Regions from separate parts of the Anser cygnoides genome. Here region 2 is linked to region 1. Evidence: chromatin contacts called from public Hi-C data. All regions are on one chromosome and are shown on one strand. Each heading gives the region's core, a stretch centred on a gene start, on an enhancer-like site or on the middle of the called end of the contact. The rest is flanking DNA. Distances are from core to core; before and after follow the strand shown. Region 1 overlaps MAGI1 (membrane associated guanylate kinase, WW and PDZ domain containing 1). Region 2 overlaps MAGI1 (membrane associated guanylate kinase, WW and PDZ domain containing 1).

What was found. A called contact is a pair of places that touch in the nucleus more often than the background predicts.
Region 2: a Hi-C map of liver shows a contact between it and region 1, with 8 times the contacts expected there. The contact joins two enhancer-like sites. A contact is called at or near these places in 2 of 7 Hi-C or Micro-C datasets (both in liver).

Annotation. Positions count from the first base shown.
Region 1 is chr10:8,855,039-8,860,066 of Taihu_goose_T2T_genome, reverse strand. The region is part of intron 1 of MAGI1 (membrane associated guanylate kinase, WW and PDZ domain containing 1); the gene reads right to left. Among named protein-coding and RNA genes, the nearest start is that of MAGI1, 39 kb to the right of the region's middle. Within about 2 kb of position 3,331, at least 3 of the 3 cell types and tissues checked have open chromatin away from gene starts, as enhancers often do. A contact at or near this core is called in liver, where this site is marked.
Region 2 is chr10:9,009,195-9,014,079 of Taihu_goose_T2T_genome, reverse strand. All of the region lies in intron 2 of MAGI1 (membrane associated guanylate kinase, WW and PDZ domain containing 1), which reads right to left. Among named protein-coding and RNA genes, the nearest start is that of MAGI1, 190 kb to the right of the region's middle. Within about 2 kb of position 1,524, at least 2 of the 3 cell types and tissues checked have open chromatin away from gene starts, as enhancers often do. A contact at or near this core is called in liver, where this site is marked.

The sequences.
Region 1 (5,028 bases), core at 2,082-4,581:
AAGATACTCAGCACTTAACAGCAAAATAACACTAATAATAAAAATAGCAGTATTAAGGTGAAGACGCTTTTTCTGGTATCTAAATAAACTCAGAAATCCACCTTATAGACATGGGTTTGTAAAAATTTCGGTCTTTCCCTAGCACAGCCTTTTTATCAGTCAATAAATTTCAAATAAAATATCCTCATATTCAACATCATGCAACTTAAGAATTGTGCCTCATTTTCACATAAAGCTATACCAAAAAATGGCAGACATGATGCAAGCAATACGACAAATAATAAACAGAATCGAGTCCTTTCTTCCGAGTGCCACGTTCTCGAGTCCGCTCCCCACAGTCATTGCCATTTTAGATGTGCCTCCATTGATTTTCCTTCTTGGTGGGAGCAGGCTGGATGGGATTCAGCACTTTGCTCCCTGCTATCATTTTCCGTGATCCTGCGGGATGATTGCTCCAAGAGAATGAATGTCAGCTGCAGACTCCTTCCACTCGCTATCATCAGTGAAACTAGAAATGGCAATTAAAATCCCTCACCCCATTGCTCTGTCAGAAAGCAAGCGGCAAGTGCCACTTCCATTGATGCAAGTAGCAGTCATGCAGAGACCTAAGATCAGCAGGTTAATCACTGCAGAACTGCTTTTGTGCAGCTCCACAATACTGCGTCCATGTTACTGAAATAACATAAGAACATGGGCAGATGTGTGCCTAAAAACGGCTGCAGCAGCTCATGAACTGCACTGTTCACCACCAGTTTGGACCGAACCCAACCCACCCGTGCTGAAACAGCCTCTCAGCACTCTCCTCCCCTCACCCACGCTCCTCATTTGAAACAGCACACGAGGTTCATAACCTCTTAAACCTCTGGCAAGCAAAGGCCAAATGAGCATCTACGGTCTTCTCTGAGTTATCCACAAAAATGAAGGCCCGCCACTGTCTGCACTGTGTTATCAGACATGAAGTCAAAGCCAGGATAAGTGCTAACCAGTCGCTGTCCCAAAAGAGCCAGTCCCACCAGGTGCAACCACCCTGAACCGCTTCACCAGCCCTTCCAGCAGCCCTACAGAAGGGGAACAGGGATCTTGCAAGGCAGCAGACAGGAAAACAGCACTCCTGTGTCTCTTATTGCTGGTTTTAGTCTTTACAAGCAAGCCATGTGTTTTATTTTTATTGCTTTCATTCTACTAGCTTTACAGCATGCGGTTCCTGAAGGGACACGGGACGCCGTTGCTTTAGAGAAGATCCGAGAGAAAAGCAGTTGGAAGCATTCACTGAAAGAGAGCATCAGAAAACAGGTGAAAGTAACTTCATTTACCAGCGGTGGCTTACAGATGCTCAGGGACACTACGATTGACCACGTACTGCCGTGGGCAGGTGGGAGGACAGCAAGAGGAAAGGCTTTTCCAAAGCTCCAGATGTGACAGAAGAGCAGGACAGGGTCCTGCTGAGCAGCCCGGAGCCCTGGGCTGCTGACGTCTACAGGACATTGGCAATGCCCAACATCTCACTCCCTGCTGACAAGCTAAGCAACCAAAATGCTGTAAAACTGCCACTCCAGTAGCATCTCCAGCCCGCAGGGTGGTTCATCCCGCCTCCACTTTGGTCGCAGCACGGCTGGGACGCGCTGAGCAGGGAGGCCAACGCGTGGAAAAGGCCCCCGTGGAGGCCAGGGCTTGTGCTGAGGCTGCCCTTGGACACTTGCTGGGTCCACCTCAGCTGGAAACTCCCCTACAGATAATAGCTGTAAGAAAACACCTCTGTGAAACACATATTTCTGCAAAATCCCAAGCTTTTTTTTTTTTTAAATTACTGAGAATTTTTTTTTAAAAAAAAAAAAAAGATTCTGCCTCAAAGAACTGCAGCCTGAAGGAATTGAATTCTGCAAGCAGAAACGGCACAGGAGTTTGAAGCAAACACAACCGGAGTCGGCAGGAATAACAAATTAAAGGTTTTTGTTGTGGCAAATGAGGCTATCAAAAAGACCAGCAGTAACACCGTGTTCAAAACTTTGCTACATCACTTTTATGATTCTTACCAGCAGCATGCAACAAAACATATCTAAGCTGGGATCAATTTCTTACAGCCTTACATAAACATTATAGGAATTGTGTCCTCTGCAATACTTCTTGCTCTCTAGGCTGCTATAAATAAGTCAGTTACAGCCCCTCCGCCTCTTTGTCTCCTATCTTGCCATCTCAAGTCGCTGTTTTTATTTCTTTCTCGCTACCAGCGCAGCCACTTTCGGCTTCAGCACATATTTTAAATGTAACCTGTAGCTAAACTCCACACGGAATGAAGCATTTAACATTCGCAGGGGAGGCGTGGAAAGAAAAAGCTGGGTTCCAAGGTTAATGCCAGCTCCCCTCCATCCACAGTCTCTCTCCAGTACCAGGGAAGGGAGCTGTGGTAGGCAGGAGAGGAGCAGGATGCTCAGCCCCAGGAGGGCAGATGTCATTGAACACCAACTTGCTGTAGGCAGAGACCTTCTGGGACATAAATCCCTCCCCTCCAGGCCAGGCCTTCAGCCTGGCCGTGCCCCGTGCACCCCACGAGCAGGCCGAGGCGTACCCAGCACGCTGGGTCCCACGCTGTAGGGACACCTGAGAGGGGACACGCTGCAGGGCCAGGCCCCGAGACCGGGCCTGCACCAGGCCCGCAGCCATGCAGAGGGTTGTAACCGAGCTGTGTGCCGCTTCGTGACTTACCCTGGTGTATCTCTGGACTACACAGAAGTGGATTTCTTTCCCCACTACCAGATGTGTAACGTGAAGGATGCTGCCATACGATAGCCACGGGGGAGGTTTGCAAAGATGGGGAATTTTCTGAGCAGCAAAGTAAGCTCCTAGTGACAGCACGTGGAGCAGTGCCCAGAGCCCCCAGAGGCTCTGCCAGCGGGAGGACCCGGGAAAAACAAGCCAGCCTTGACCCGGCACCAGGGGAGGGCGAGAGGAGCACATGCGTGTATTTTATTTCACACTAACCTCCATCTGACCAGCTAGACAAATAAATCTCCTCTGCTTGTCCTAAGAACACTTCTAGGGACCAGGAGAGAATTTGGAAGACTTCACAGTTGAGCCAGGCCTGCTGGTCGCCGGACTGCAACTGAGCTCAACGAGTGTCAGGAAATGCAGTATCAAGCAGGCACACTGCATCCAAAAAAGTACTCCAAGTGTGGAAGAGAGAAAGAAAAGGTGCTTAGGGATTTGGTACGTGATCATGATCGCTTAAATCCCTCACGGGCAGAGGAGCGCTAGGCGGTCCCAGGAGAGCCCATCCCAGGGCAGGAGGAGACACAGGGGAGGGCCCAGTGCCTTTACGGTCAGGGGAAGCAGCGTGCGCGCTGCCTGCACCGACACAGGGCCGCTGCCTGATCACAAGGACAAACAAAGCACGGGTATCTATGACACCCGGCCTCGCTCCAGGAGGCAGCTGGCACGCCTGGTTTCCAAGCAGTGCGCACGCACCGCAGTGCTGACGGCTGCTCTGTTATTGTACTTTTGTCCTCTTTAGTGCATAGGCTCTCCAGGGGCAGGGATTGCACCTTCCCTGATGTATTTACAACATCTCACGTGCTAGATTCCCCTAACACTTCATTACTGAGGCTATTCAGAAACCGCTGTCACGAAGATGCTGTGCTTACACCTGATTCCAGCTTCCTCTTGCTCAGATCAGCGTGGCTCAGACATTCACTCATCACTACAACCCCGTAGTGCCAGGTCAGCTTAACTGTGCCAATATTCGAGTGAGCTAGATGTAAACCCTATAATTTTCTAATTCTTTCACTTAAATAGCTGCTTTATCCTGATATAAGCAACACATCAGAGCTGTGTGAAGACTCCCTAGGCCCCAGTGATGGCAACGTGGGCTTGTACAAGGGGTGCAGTTCAGCTAAGGGAAGGAATGGAAGGAAGCCTAGCCCTAAATCCTCAAAAACCAGGTTTTACAGCTGAGAACAGCTTCAGTCCCACATCCCCTGCAATAACACTGCGGCAGAGCCATGGCCCACCTGATGCTGAGCAGCGAAAGTGGCCCAGCCAAAGGCACACACATCAGGGCAGTTCAGAGGAAACACAGAACAAAAGTCAAACAAAACTTTCAAGCTGCTTAAGTCGTCCCCCTTTGGAGGCTCACCTGCCCTTATAACCTCCTGCATATCCACCACGGGGCGATGCTGCGAGCCCAGGGCACAGCGTGCTGCCCACCACCATGGCCAGGGCTGGACCTGAGCTTCCCACCGGGACCACTGAGCTCAGAGCTCTGCAGCACGGCGAGCTGCAGGCGAGCAATGCAGAGGAGAGGGAGGCACTGCTTCGGTGCGCTGATCCAGGCAGACAGCAAGAGGCGGGAGGGGGGCGAGGGGGCGAGCACTAGAAATTCCTTTGACAGGGTGAAAAATGAAAGCAAAGTGAAACACAGCTCAATCTGTCAAAACAAAATCACAGCAAGCCCACTGAAAAAAAGAAAACGCGGCTCAGCTCACATTCTGTAGTAAGCAATAGCTGCTGCATTTGTTTTCTTGAAGATAAGCAGGTGGGTCAAGTTTGCCAGACAACACACTGAGTAGATCTGAAAGGTAATCACAGCAGAAAAGCAACCTTTCAAATTGTGCAGAGGCTCTAAATGCAAACAGGGACAAGCTACGGACCTGCTTCCACCTTGCAATTCAAAAAGGCTTGCAAAAAACTTCTTGGAGTTGCACTCTTGGGCCGATGGACGGCTTCGAGGGTGTCTGCTCCAGGCAGGCTTCTCCTCTCCTCCGAGCACCAGCCAAGAAGGAGAGACGAGGCTCTCCACAGAGAACAAATCACGAATGGGCACATGGCAAAAGATCCCATACAGTGCATTTTTGGTCACAATGGTAAAGGTCAACCTAATATTCAGAGTACAGAGAACCCATTAACCTGGTAAAAGAGTCCTAACAATGTTACCCTGAGGGTATTTGCAATGGTGAGACAGCTTGTAATTAGCTTAGGTGGGCCAACCTAATTATTCGTGGCCTGAAGAAGCGTCTTGCAGTGCAAGAGGAGTAC
Region 2 (4,885 bases), core at 275-2,774, 160 kb before region 1:
CTCATCTGCACGGGGCTCAACCAGCAGCAACCACCAAAATAAAACCAGAAGAGCAGTTTGCAGTCCTGGTGATCCAGCTGCAGCGCGCTCTGCCCCTTCGGACCCATGTGAGCGTCGTGCCGGGCGCCTGGCTCGCTCCTGCAAGGTGAGAGCCAGAAATCCTGCTACAAACCCTGCAGCTCACGAGCCACACTGCCAAAACTGCAGGAGTTCCTCCAGCAGGGACAGACATCTCCTTCTCAGCAGGATTTTGAGATTCCCCCCCCCACACACATGCAGGTGAGGTGACTTCCCTGAGCGCAGACGAAGCAGGGAGCTAGTTTGCTTTCCGAGCTCCCTCGCTGCCCCCCTTCCTCAGTTTCTCGTTTCCAGCTCATGCCTACAACTTCACGCCTTGCTCACGGAGTCAATGCTTTCCAAGGCAGATTTATGCCTTGCTGTGCGTACAACGCAGGCAGACTTTGTGCGCGCCACTGCCAACAACAAAGCTCTGCAAACCTGTGAAATACGTGCCGAACAGCACACCACGAGGCACGTCCCACGAACAGTTCAGAGGCACGGTGTCCGCTCCTTCGTGCCATACAGCCAGCCTGATCCTGCCCACAGGTCCCGGCAGCCCCCTGCCAGCTCACACAGGCCGACTGGTAACACCGCTGCCACTGGTGCCTTTAGCTCCACCTTAGCACACTGTGCTCCCATGTAAGCCGGTCTCATTGGAACACGGCAGAGATCAGGCTGAGGATTAGAAACTGCATCTCCAGCTTTCATGAGTTAAGAACATGCGACACGCATTTATTTGTTTAGTTTTTCAACCTAAAGGCAATTTTCCTCAATTCTGCTGTCAAACATTAGGCACTAAATAGCTTGTTCCTTCAGCTTACGCTTTGGTAAAATAATAACAGCAAGGCCGTAAATAGAGTATTGACTCTTTGGGATTCAATAGACTTTCTGCGAGAACCCAGCAGCATTCCTGCTAACTACAAGAGACAAACACGGAGGGACGCAGAGAAGGGGACATCATTTTCCTGTAGCCAAGCCAGGCCAGCGCGGAGATTCGGACCCGGGGCTCTCCGATCTCAGCATGCCATCAGCCTCGGCCGTGCTCTCTAGGCCAGTGACCTACAAGCCACGGAGAGCACACGAGCGAGGTGCGCGCAGGACCAGCCGCTCTCAGCATGGGCTGAGCCAGCCTCATGCGCTCCCCCCCCGCCCCTCGACAGCCTCCGCCTGATACAAACGCACTCCAGCTTCACTTGGGGAATCAGCAACGCTTAGCTCCAGAGACCAGTCCCACGACAGGCCACCAATTAAACTGCATCCGAAGACAGGAGCGACAGGACTTCGTTCCAGCTGCTGTGCCGATGGCGGCTCCCAGAACCGAGAACATCAGCAGCTGGGAGCTGCTCCGTGCACCCCGTGGGATTCGCTCACCCAGCCGGCGTCCCAGGAAACGCAGGGGACAAAATGCCATTTGTGACGTGCAACGTGGGATCGGTGAAGTTTCAGGAGATGCAAAGGAGGGTGATTTCTGGCACCAATGCCAGCCTCCTTCCACCATCTCGTTTTCAAAACGAAAGCCCGATTCCGCCTCTGCCTCTCCTCTGGCGCAGCCCGCTGCATACAAGAGTGGGGACGCGAGCACAGAGCGACAGCAGCCTGCAGGAGGATTTGTTTTATAGCCCAGCTACCGACCAGGTCGCTCTCTGGAAGGCGCTGTACAAACAAAGACTAACAAGACTGATTCCTGCTCTGAGGCACCTACGGTAAGTAACGGTGACCCTCCGCCCCGACCCCCACCGACACGCCGCTGCCAGCCTTTCGTGCCAGGAGAACGCGCAGTGGGTGCCTGCGGTAACTCATACGGCTGCTGTGAGTTACAAGGCAAAGCCTGTCTCACTGAGAACAGACCAGGAGCTTCTCAGCAAAGGGCTGAGCTCGTACCTCTGCAATAGGAGGAAAAAAAACCCTCCTGACCCTTTTATTGTGTGATTAAATTAGGCCAGACCTAACCCCGGTGCATGAAATTGTGTCAGACTTGTAGGTAGTTACATAGCATTTGCATTTAGAAACAAAACTTGAACAAACATGGCCTAAGGGCCTAAAAGCCACAGATCCGAAAATGAACCCAGAGCAAATGACCCCATGTTTTACATCCAAATACTGCCGTCCTTTAATGCATGATAGGTGGGAAGTAAAATACGTATCAGTGTGAAACTGATAAGCCTTGTACGTGAGCTGAGACAAACAGCACAGCAACCTAAGTTAACGTCATTAGAACAAATAAAACAAAACAAACCACAGAAGTATTTGTTTTAAGTGTTAGAGCAAATAAAGGTGAATTCTTTAGGTCAGCATGATTTTTAAGCTGACTCCACATCCTTCTGTAACTGTGTGCTTGCTTGGAACTGAAACGGTTTCCTGCTCGAGAGGAAAGCCAGAAGAAACTGGGCACCTCCGTGGGTGACGAGCGGCGTGACAGCTCTGTCCCCTGCCTGCTGGCCATCTGCGGGACTGAGCATCACCCTTCGCTGCCAAGCTTCCCATCCCAGTGATGGGCTTCATTTGGAAAACCATGATCTACTGGTGAAAAGCACCAACCGGGTTTATTCGTCGTCATGTTTCTTCTTCCAAGCATCCCATTGCTAATTACACGTCAAAGAGCTGTTTTCACACCTGCACAAGCAGCTATCCCACAGCACCCGCCCTTTTAGAGCAAAGACAAAACCACACAAAGCCAGTCCCCGGAGCACACGAGGAATTCCCCCATTCCCACCCCCGGGGCAGGACAGGCAGCCCAACCGCCCTGCACCCTGCAGCTCACCTCCCTCTTCGTGGCACCCTGGGGTCCTGGTGCCCCACTAGCGGTGTGCGGACCCTCGATCCCGTAGGCTTGGCTGACAACCTCAGCCTTAGTTAACTGCGTCCTTTTGAAATCCCGAGATGTGTGGGAAGAGGCGGTGAGAACTTTAAAAAACTGCAGTACTTTGATCCTAATTAACAGAGTTGACTGAAAGCAGAATATGTAGAGCTAATTTTCACAATATTTTTCCACCATCCCTAGACAGAGCCTTTTTCCTGGCACTGTTTAAAATTAATGAAGTAAATATGTTTGCATATTTATCTTTTCATTACATGGAAACAACAACAAGGAAAACAGATTGAACTGATAGCAGAATTCTTCCACTCCAGAGCAGTCTGGATGTGGTTTTTGTTTCAGTTCCTACAATGCAGCCCAAATCAAACAGGCAAAGCGAGTTCACTGGCCATGTAAGTAATCAGTTTTATCCAACAGAGCTACTACAAAATAGCTGCTATTGGAATTGACCCCTTCATTTTATTTCTGTCTCTGAGGAGAGATACTGAAACAGTTTTCAAGGAAGACAATATCCTTCCTGAGGCCTAAAAAACAAATCACTTGCCAGTTGTACCACACCAGCAACAACAAATGTCCAGCAGTCAAATGCTACCACGTGGCCAATACGCTCACGTAACGGAAAACAGAAATAAAAAAGAGAAAAGACATACAGGCACAGGTTCATTAGGACTCTTGTATTAAGCCCTGAAGAGATCTCTCCATTTTTTGAACCTGCAGCCCAGAATCCATGAACAAGTGTCCGAGAGGTCAGCGGTCCCTACGCCACTCTTCAAGCCATAGTGTGGTCAGGATTTCACGTGCGGGATGGGAGGAAGAGAGGCACCCACCTGCAGGACTGAGCTGCAGCTCCAGCAGGCTGTGTGCGGAGGAGGCCCCAGCTGGCACGCGCCATACACGACGGTGCAGGCAGGTCCCAGAGCCGGGGGAGCGGGACGCACGTTAATGCACGCGCAGACTGAGCGGGAGCAAGAGCCGAGCCTTGCCGGGGTGATAAGCAGAGAAGGGAACGGACCTTACTTTGCGTTTGAAAACAGCCAGCCTGTCCCCAAGCCCAACCAGGCTCAACGCCCCCCTGGCCTGAATGATCCTACTCATTTCCCATGGCACAGTGTGTGGAAACCCCATCAAGACTCTTCCTTTTAAACGTACCCCGTAACGTGCCTGTTACATTGCTGGTTAGACATCCTCCAGCCTGGGAGACAGGGCGAGCGAGGACTGCACCTGGTTCAGGAGTCACCCCTCCAGACCCAGTTTTACCTTGATTATCACAGATACAATAATTCACTAGAAACAGATTTTTTCTTTCCAAGGGTCACAAAGGCTAAGTAAACGTGATGGATTTTGCTCTACTCAGTGATTCCTATTTATGCCTCGATTATTGTATCGATTGCCATTACTAATGGTGAGTACCCGTGATTGAAGCAATAATTAAAAAGGCAAATCATATGCGGCAGTCGTTCCCCTATTACTGGGGTGGGTCTTGGACTAGACTGTTCACAGCACTGACTGCATGCGCTCATACAAAAAGCCCTACGGAAACCTCAGACTTCAGAGACTACAGGAGGAAAAATAAATAGGAAAGAATCATTATCCCTTCTTCATCGCCACATATGAGGGAATTATCTGGCATGAAGAATTATTAGGTATTGGTCTATCTGGAAGAAAAGAACAGAGGAAAATTTCAACACTGATCATGGCACTTAAAGCGAGGAATTTTGCTCTGCTTTCAAGTCTGTGGTGCTGCAGGAGAGATCTTGTTTTTATGAAACTTCATCTGCCCTACAGTTTCATTACAGCTTTGGAGCTGGAACTGCAAACACAACTTCCACCGACTTCTTACTTCCCCTCCTAACGGAGCCGTGCAGATACCAGGAGTCACCTCATCGTGCACAGAAGTCAAAACCACCTTCCCTGCTTCCTAGCTCATTTCTGGTCCATCAGCTAGGAAGAAAGCTCTAAAAGAAACAAAGGTCAGCTGAAGATGACCGTGTTCAACAGAGCCACTGAAAG